Linked DNA regions of Podarcis muralis: region 2 is linked to region 1. A link is a contact called in public Hi-C data. All regions are on one chromosome and are shown on one strand. The core of a region is the stretch at or near the end of the contact, and the rest is flanking DNA. Distances in the headings are between cores, read along the strand shown.

The links. Hi-C and Micro-C count contacts between places; a contact is called where the count stands out from the background.
Region 2: a contact with region 1 is called in a Hi-C map of tail, with 3 times the contacts expected there. The contact joins the promoter of BLCAP here to the promoter of MANBAL in region 1. A contact is called at or near these places in 2 of 3 Hi-C or Micro-C datasets (blood and tail).

The regions. Positions count from the first base shown.
Region 1 is chr5:78,618,668-78,623,738 of rPodMur119.hap1.1, reverse strand. It overlaps MANBAL (mannosidase beta like), which reads right to left and starts at 1,337. Exons shown (of 3, transcript XM_028735017.2): 1 at 1,253-1,337; 2 at 1-189. The coding sequence starts at 145.
Region 2 is chr5:78,776,585-78,781,583 of rPodMur119.hap1.1, reverse strand. BLCAP (BLCAP apoptosis inducing factor) reads left to right here and starts at 2,039. Exons shown (of 3, transcript XM_028735028.2): 1 at 2,039-2,165.

The sequences.
Region 1 (5,071 bases), core at 88-2,587:
TGTGTGTCTTTGGAATGGGAAGGATAATGGCCAGTACGCAGATGAGTTGGAAAATGGCACCAAAGAAGAGGCCATAGTGCAGGATGTTCTCCATGAACGTAGGCTCTGGGATTTCAGGAGGTGAGAAGTCCAGCTCAGCAGCCATTGCACAAGTCCACAAGTCCACCTTCAACAATTTCCGCTTTTCTGCTTTTGCAACGAAAAGAACAAACGTTATTTATTAAGTGCTATTTATTGTTTGTAAGTGGCTTTGAGATTCATTTGAATGAAAAGCAGCACAGAAATACAATCAATCTGCGAAGTTGCCGCCAGTCAGGAATAGAATATACTAGGCATGGTGAGCAAAAAGCCTGACCTGGTATAAGACAGGACCTCTATGTTCCTGTGCGTGTTTCTCTGCTAGCAGGATAGTTTCATTTCAACTTAAGCTAGAAGGATGATTTTTATGTCTGAGTAGAAAAATCTGTGTGACTTCCTTCCCACCAACTTCAAACGCTACATTTGTTTGCTATCAGAACTGTCAAGTTGAAAACCCCATTTTGGAAAACGCTCCCACTGATCCCATGAAAGGCTCCAAGGGAAATATTTTTGATGCCTTGCCTGTGCCTCCTGGTGCAGCAGCACGTTTGCTTCCACTGTCCTAAACCCACTCCCCATTTCCAGAGGGTACATTTTTAAAAAGAAAGAAAGAAAGAGAAAGAAAGAAAGAAAGAACACTGAAGCAATAAAATAACATTTCATGACCTACTTCCCCTCTTTCAACCTCTGTGAAAGAACCAAACTAATTGCTAGTTATTCTGTGGACAGGGAAAGCGGCACTTTTAAGGCAGTTAGGAAAGAGAAAGAGGTAGGGATGGAAATTAATAACAATAACAATATTAATATAGCTTAGTGGGGTTAGAGCATGGTGCTGGTAACGCCAAGGGTGCAGGTTCGATCCCTGTATGGGACAATTGCAATTTCCTGCATTGCAGAGGGCTGCACTGACTAGATGATCCTCAGGGTCCCATCCAACTATACAATTCTATGATACCTGGCGGCGATTTAATGCAAACGTAGCTTTGGTGTCCGGTTTGCACCGAGTTGCATGCATCGCCTAAAAACAGAAGAGCTTTTCTTTTCTCCCCCACCCCCTTTCACCGCAGGCGTGGAGCTGGAAACCTCCCCCCCCCGCCCCGCCCCCCATTCCCGCACAAAGTTCTCCTAGGCGCCTCGCCCCACTCCTTCTGCCCCACCAAAGCGTAACCCTTACCTGCAGCCGAGCCTCAGCCCCCGGAAGTGCTTCTGATCACTCTAGGAAGCGCTTCCTGTTCCAGCGACCCTAGCAACCGCCGCCGGCGAGGCGTTGCCAAGGAGGCCGCGCCTCCCGTCCCACGGTTCAGGCTCGCTTCTCGACTGGGAAAATGCTAGCACCTTAGGCCAAGAGCTTCTGAGCTGGTGCAGAGTGCAACTTTCGGGAACTGCAGCGCCCTTGACCTGAAACGGTTTAGCCGTCAAACCTTATGGGCAGAGGTTGCTTTTGCCCTGGGGGTGCACTGGCCCGAAATCTATATCTAGCGATGTGCAAATGTTTTAAATCTACAAACCGATCAGTTAGCGAACCTAGAAGTGCAAAGATTGGGGAAGGGTGGGGAATCACTTGTCCTGGAAACAGGAACCGACCCACGTAGCAAAGCGGGATGCGCCCCGGCTAAGCTGACCTTGAAATCAAGTCAGGAACCAGCCATTTTCTATATTTTTTAGGTGATGCTTTTGTACCTGCGACATGCCCCTATCCAGAGGTTCGAGATTTATCACAGCTGCGTCAATGCATAAGCAGGCAGTGTGGCGTATAGACCATGTGCGAACACTTCCTCATATATATATATGTCCTATTGCAGTATGATAATGGTGGTGGAAGCTAGCAAGAAGTGCACCGGGCCATTTTGAAGATCGTTTGGGAGAGGGGCAAGCAAGCATTACTTGGCATCACCTTGCTGCAAAAGGACTTCTCCGTGAGCAGCTGAAAGAAACAGGGTGCCAAAGGGAAGAGGCTGGTGGCAGCAGAGGTTGAAGTTTGCCGCTGGAGCTATGTGGTGCCTAATGCAAATTCCTGGGAAGGTCCAGCTATCCCACAGCCACTTTGAAATATTGCTAAAAAAACAAGGAAACATTTGTCTCATCCACATAATGGTAAAATATAAAGTAATAGTGGTACAACTGGAACACCAACAAACTGTTAAACAGTGACATCTGCTGGTGAGTAGTGGTGGTTTTAAGATTTCAGAAAATGCTCACTGGGTTGTCCCCCGCCCCTTCATTTGAGAAAGTGGTCTCTGGTCCATGAAAGCTTATGCTGAAATCACTTTGTTAGTCTTTAAAGTACTATAAACATTTGTTGGTTTCGTTTATTTATATTTCCAATCCATGCCAGAAAAGAGATGTGTGGCAGGTGACAAGATTCAAAACAACAATTTAATTACCCTACAAAATGAAATGTAAAATATTATAATACTGAGTAAGAGTTGAGCGTGGCATCCTCACTCAGGCTAACCCAATCTGCTTCCATACTAGACATTTTATCCTGAATTTGTATCATTCACGCTTAAAAACACCATGCAAGTGTAGCATACTAAGATATGTGTTCAAATAGTTAAGCCTAGACTTGTTCCATCCAGCTAATGGTGTCAATTAGCACCATTTCCACCCCAACTGCCATTTTAAGCTCACTTTAACCCACTTTGTTTCCCTTCACTTTCCATACTCCAAACTCTCTCCACACCACTCAAAACACAAACACCAAGGATTGTTTTTTGCAAAATGCCTTCAGCTGATCATGTTTGCTTTTCCTTTTTTCCAGCAGACCCCAATTAGCTTTGAAATGAGCAAGAGAAAGACACTCTTAGATATTGTTTCGAACTAGAAAGCAGCTTAAGACCAGCTCTTTGTTCCACAAACCTTATTGAAATGACAACCCATATGCTGCTATCCCCCCCCCCCAATTAGGAGAGTCATTTTAAAATAAAAGTTCCAACTATTTAATCCTCTACTGCACTTCTAGTTCCCCCCACCTCCACCAAGAGGCAGGATGTGGGCAATGAACTTTTAAATGTTAATTGCAATTTCCTTTTGTGTGTGCAAAAGCACATGTTTACTAATTGGATTGATAAAACTGAGGAAAAGGACAAGCAGTGGAGTGGGTATAGCTATAGAGCATATGGGTTTGGGCCAAAAGCAGTACAGAAAACATTAAAGGGCCAGTTCCAGTGGGGCCAATGGTCAGGAGAAGCAGCCAGGAGCTACTTAAACAACATTGTTGCATGCCACCCCAGTCTCTGAGCGGTGTAAGATTCCCGAGGTTCCAGGCACTTATCCACGGTCCGTGTTTCCTTTGGAATGAGGCACAGCAGAGACTGTGGTGTCTTTATGATATACTGGTTTATTTACACATATATACAACCTGAATCTGTGATGGAGCGTTTCACAGCAATAACAACCCAAGAGGGTCTTGATCAGGCTTCCTCAACCTCGGCCCTCCAGATTTTTTTGGCCTACAACTCCCATGATCCCTAGCTAGCAGGACCAGTGGTCAGGGATGATGGGAATTGTAGTCTCAAAACATTTGGAGGGCCGAGGTTGAAGAAGCCTGGTCTTGATTCTCCCATAACCACAGCCTTGGATTTAAGCGGAAATCAGGCGTGTCTCTGACTACCTGGCTTTTACTAGTGCTGACAGAGGCTGGCTGCTATGACCACCAAAATTTGCAGATTATCTCCAGTGGAATGGAATCACCAATGAAAGTGGTCAGTGGGATACTCGATGACATAAGGCTAGGACAAAACAACAACAAAACTAAACACTCAACATTTATTGAATTTCATATCTTCAGAATAATTTCATAAACACACACAAAGAGCCAATCAGTTGGTTAGATGACCTAAGGATAGGAAAACAAGCAAGCAAGCAAACAAACAACCTTAATAACACATTCAACATTCAATGAATTTCCTATCTTATTATCATGCACAAAGGGTTGTAGAGGGTAAAATCAGGATTCAGAAAGTGTTGTTGTTATATTAACTTTATATACTGCCATTTTTCTGAAGATCTCAGAGTGGTTCACAAGATAAAAAAAACAAATGCAAGTTTCTTCATTAAAACCTATTACAATAAATTGAATGTTTTGGATGCATCCTAATTCATTCTTGTAAAAATCGTGAAGGTCTATATTTTAACCATGTGTACATTGTGGAGTATATGATTTCCATTTTAATCTATTTGCCCATGTTAAGGAGGACCACACTAAATGATAAGAGTCTTTAATAGCATAAGCTAGGATACTAGATGATAATGTGGAATAAATGCTGAAGACGGGGGAAACTCCTGCTGAGGAGTGATTTGGGGATTTCGTCGTAGCTGCTGCTTGGAGATAAGAAGTGAGGAGCTGAAAATATTGCTAGCCTGGATTGAAGCAAAGTATTATCGACCAGCATTTTATGTTCAGATTGGTTTATTGGAGTGTATAGGTGCAAGAGGAGCTCACAGGATTTTATTTTATTTTAAAAAAAACCTCTTTAAAGCATTTTTTTAAAAAAATGCAGGAGAATGAAGGCATCAAGTCTAAGAGAAAATCAATATCTGAAGAATTGCAAGGTGTTTTCCTGGATTCTGTTCTTTGTTACTGGCTGGTTGATGTTTTGCTGTCTGCTTAGTCCCCTGGGTGAAATGCTGTTTGTGGTGTAAACTGAGGTAGCTCTAGCAACCGAGGTCTAACAGCCTCTCTCAACCTAGTGCATTCCAGATGTTTGGGGCTACAATTCCCATCAACCCTAGCCGACATGGCCAATGGTCAAAGATGATGGGAGTTCTAGCCCAAAACAGGTTAGGGAAGGCTAGTCTAACGGCTAAGCCAGGTGCAGATAGTAGTATAATGGAACAATTCACATGAGTTTAGGCTGCAATGTGGGACAAAGAGTGAACACTGAAAGGCGTGATTGGATTCTGATTGAATCACATGCTACCAACACTAATCCATGTACTGGCTTGGGTTGATGTAAGCAGTTAGTATAAACCGAAAAAGCTCTGAGGCAGG
Region 2 (4,999 bases), core at 790-3,289, 160 kb before region 1:
AGACTCTAGGGTTGTGCGCCCATCTCACTCGAGGCTGGGGGCCAGCGCTGTCCGGAGACACTTCCGGGTCATGTGGCCAGCGTGACAAAGCTGCACCTGGCGAGCCAGCGCAGCACACGGAAATGCCGTTTACCTTCCCGCCAGTAAGCGGTCCCTATTTATCTACTTGCACCCAGGGGTGCTTTCAAACTGCTAGGTTGGCAGGCACTGGGACTGAGCAATGGGAGTGCACCCCGCCGCGGGGATTCGAACCACCGACCTTTCGATCGGCAAGCCCTAGGCGCTGAGGCTTTTACCCATAGCGCTACCCGCGTCCCTTGGGTTTAGGTACAGTAGTGCACAAACCTAAATGTGAGAAGCTGACAGAAAGGTACCCTGCTGTGTGTTTTATTATACAGTGGTACCTCTGGTTACGTACTTGATTGGTTCCGGAGGTCCGTTCTTAACCTAAAACTGTTCTTAACCTGAAGCACCACTTTAGCTAATGGGGCCTCCAGCTGCGGCTGCACCGCCGTGCGATTTCTGTTCTCATCCTGAAGCAAAGTTCTTAACCCGAGGTACTATTTCTGGGTTAGCGGAGTCTGTAACCTGAAGCGTATGTAACCTGAAGCATATGTAACCCGAGGTACCACTGTACTGACTTACCTGGGGTAGAATATTGCACTATTTTCATCGCCATCTGCTTTCATTGCCATCGCCCTGTTGCAGATCAAGCAGCTGCTGCCTATGTTCTCTACTGTGCTGATCTGGAGCTGCTGAGTAGCCTAAAAACAAGAACTCACCTGAAGGCTTCTCACATTGCATAAACATGCCCCCACCGCAGGTGTATTGGTGTTACCATAGCAGCTGACATCAGCATTCTTGTCTGATAGCAGAGGCAGCAAAAATATTTAGCTCATCTATACGATGTGCAATGATGGTGGCTTTTCTCACATGCTTTTTGCAACCTGACTTGCAAGCATACAATAAAAATAGGGTTTTTTAAACATGCGGGGGGGGGGCACCGGAGGCAGAAAGACCTTAAAAAGAATAATTCAGCCAGTTTGAAAAGTCTACTGAAACCCGAATATCTTCCAATTGCTTCTGAAAACTATATACAGTACAGCGGGTGCCCGTTGCTTCTCAAAAGGGGATGCTGTTCTACAAAACCGGGAACAGGAAATCACGGGTCCACGCTCTCTCGCTTATAGATACGGGTGTGAGGGAGCGTTTGCAGCACTCCAGACTGCAGGTACCGCGTTTCCCATCGCTTCCCGCTTCATAAAGCTTCAGCAACCAGAACAGGAGCGCGCCAGGCAGAGAGATGGCTTGGTTAGAACCGTGTCGATTCACTTGGGGGGGGGGCGGCAAGGGGGGGGGGGTTGGCACAGACAACAGAAGCATTCAAATGCAGATGATGCGGCTAGAGAGGAAATGATCAACATATGTTTGCAACAGGAGCGGGAAACCTGATTTTAAGAAATTGTAATAAAAAGTAATTTGGTTTGATTTGTAATCATTTGGAAGATTAATAAAAAATAATTTGAAAAAAGCATTCCAAAGCACCATCTGAAGCCTCCTGAAGTGGTCGGAATCCATCCTGGGCCCAGGCTCTGGGTAACAAAATTATTTTTCTGGGAGGGCAGGAGCAGAAACTTCGGCTGCTTACTCAGGCTGCTGCTTCCGCACCCGTGTAAACACGAGGAACCAACTTCGGCTGCCCGTCTCGCGCACGAGCCGCCCTCCTGCCGGCAACCAAGTCCGGGCCCCGCCCCCTTATTGCATATTCATCATCGTGGAATTGCCGAGCCAGGCGGTAGGCCCGCTCGGCGCCGTTACGCCGACGGGCTAGAGCCCAACTGAAAGGGCTGTCTACTTCAATGCCTGTTTCAAACACAACGAGACGGTTCAGCCGGCGACCCGGCGCCGGCTCGCCGAACGCAACAAGACCCGTTTTTAAAGCAGGCCGCCCAGCCCTTCGGTAAGGGGTAGTGGGTGTGCAGCGCTGCTTGTGCCTTGAAAGGAGGCAGCGGCGAGGGCGGCCCGGCTCTGGTCCTGAGTGGGCAGTTGGAGAGGAGGAGGGGTCCTGCGGGGAGTGACAGACGCAGAGACAGGGCCGAGGGCGTCGGGTAGGGAGGGAGGGAGAGCGGCCCAGCGGCGAGGCAGCGCTATGGCGAGGAGCGCAGGTAATGCGGCTGAGGGGGACGCAGAAGGGATCGCCTGAGGGAATGTCTTGGCGGTAGAGGGGGCAGCTCCTGCCGGGGTGGTTCTGCTCCGCGCGTCAGCTCTGAGGGTGGAACCGTCCCTCGGGGTGGGGGTGGGGAAGTGCCGTTTTTCCGAACCCCAACGAGGAGCCCGCGAGGGTTCGGCCGTGGGGGGCGGCGAGGAATCCGCAGCGCCCCCCGCTGAATGTCTGCCTCCTTTCTGTTCGCTTCTCCCCATCCCCAGCCTCGTCTTTTGTGCCCCATGGGGAGCGCCACCCCCTCAATCCCCCCACGGGTGTTTTTGAACCGAGGCCTCCTCATTGGGAGCTCCGCCGTGGCCACAGGTGTGGGCCGGACACGGCCCAGGCGCCGATCCTGCCCCCTCTCCGCCCGCTCTGCGTCCAGTGAAAATTGACATGCGGTGTGTCGGGGTTCAGGGGTGGACCAAATGAATTGCTTCTTTGCCCTCCCCCCCCCCCCCTTTAAAAGTGATGATCGGCTCGTGTCAGGTGTTGTGTGTCAGGAGTTCCAGGAATTCTAACATCGTGGACCCTCCAGGTGTCGTTGCCCTGTGGACTCCTGGCCCCTTGGATGTGCTGACAGAGCCTGGTGGGAATTGGGAGTTCAGCAGCATCTGGAGGGCCACGCACAGGTTAGCAACCTCTGGCATATCGAATTCCCCGCTGTGCGCTTGGATTATTAAGCCCGCTCTCTAGCTGGTGGAGAATTCGTGGCCTTCCAGGGGTTGTTGGGACTCCCATCAGCCCGCAGCCAGCGTAGGTGATAATCAGTGGTGCTGGGGGCTGCAATGGTATCTGAAGGGGCTGCAAGACATGAAGGTTGAGGCTTAAATACTGCTTTCCCATTCAAAAGAAATGGCTCAAGTAGCTCTCATGGGAAGTAAGATAAACAGCAGCATGCCAGTATACTACAGCTGCATAGATGTCATTTAAAACACAAATTAAATTGTAACTTTTAAGGTATGTGTGTGCATGTGTATTTAAATGGGTTTTTTAAAAAAACAAAAATGAATAGACAAACCTGTGTGTCTGTCAGTGCCTGTTGGCCATGATAGTTAAATGGAACCTTGATGTACCAGGTGCTGGAGAAGAGCAACATTTTCATATATTGCCTGTGTGCTGTTTAGAGGCATCTGGCAGGGCAGTGATGAAAGGAGGAGGGTGGACTGTCACTAGAAGACCATGGTCTGATGTTGCCAAGTAACAGTAGTTGCCTAATCCTAAAATATTACTCTCTTATTAAATCAGGGGTGGTGAGTCTTTTTTCAGTTGACCAAATTCCATTGTGTGTGATCTGTCAGAAACTAAATGCCAGTAGTGGGCGGGCCTGAATGAACAGTGGGTGTGGCACTACTCTTCTCTTTTCCTCTGCCCTGTTTTTTCTCTCTTTTTTGCCATCCCTCCTCCTCCTCTCCCTATTTCCACCTCTCATGGCCATGCATGCATGGTATTAGGCCAAGGGCTGCAAGTTCTCCCCCCCACCCCCCGCCAGTGCCAGTAGCGGTGCACCTTACCTGGATGTTGTGGACCAGGCATAGGCAAACTCAGCCCTCCAGATGTTTTGGGACTACAGCTCCCATAATCCCTGACCACTGGTCCTGTTAGCTAGGGATGATGGGAGTTGTAGTCCCAAAACATCTGGAAGGCCGAGTTTGCCTATGCCTGGTGTGGACATAGAGCAGAGTGACAGCTAGTCTGAGCCACACAGATGAACTGATGGGAGCACCAGCGTAGCTTTGTCAATGCATCTGTGTAGCCCCAACCTCATTGCTGTCATGCCCCACCCTAGCACTGTCCAGTTAAACTGCAACAGCACCAGTGCTGAGCTCCATAGCTCCACCACTAGCTGCTGCTGCCCCCCCCCCCAAATAAATTATTGTCCTTATGCATAGTAACTTCCTTTCTGATCACTGTCTATGTCCTGTATAGGACCCCATGCACAGTTGGCACCAAATATTTAAAAGTAGGAATACTTCAAAACTAAATGGATTGCAGAAATGGCAGAATCTGCTTGGTAAAACTTTCCTGTGTTCTGGAGTCAAGGCAATCCTTGATTTTGGCAGCCGTTGCCATAATGAAGACCTAATTGAAGAGTTCACTGAACATTAGATTTGCTTCTACCTCATTTTCTGAGTACTTTTTTTTCTCATCAGAGTGTGTATGTGGCTCAGTAGGTATATAATGGGTTGGGAATGAGAATACATTTTTAGTGCCCCACCTTTTCAAAAGCACTAAAGATCTTTAAAGTAAGAAATTTTCCTTTAACTGTAAATTGGAAGCAAACAGCTTTCTGCAACTAGGGTAACATGTGGCTTTTAGTTCTTTGGCTGGTAAGTCTTAATGCTTTCTGGAAACATAAGAAGCATGAAGTAACTATTCTGCTACATCTTCATTCCATATTTGTTCATTTTGTGGTACCTGTGTTTTAGCTAGTTATGTGTGAAGCTTCTATGCAAATATGATGGATAAACAGCCTGAAGCCTATACAAGAGTTGCTGTCTAAAATGTTGCTGCTTGAGATAACTGGAATAAAATTCTAGAGGCCACACAAGACAGTTTAGTTTGAAGTGGTGGGCTTGAACCTGGGAGATTCAAGTTTGATTCTCTCCATCATAAACATCCTTGGTGATATTTTCTCAGACTTGGTTCTTTAAAATGTGAGGTGGACGAGCCTCCCTCTCCTCCTAAGTTGCTGAGGATGAACAAAGTAAATACTGTAGTGCACTTCAGTAGCCATTCTTTATTATTATAGAGTAAAAAATAATAATCTGGAATGTCACTGTTTGCTTTACTTCC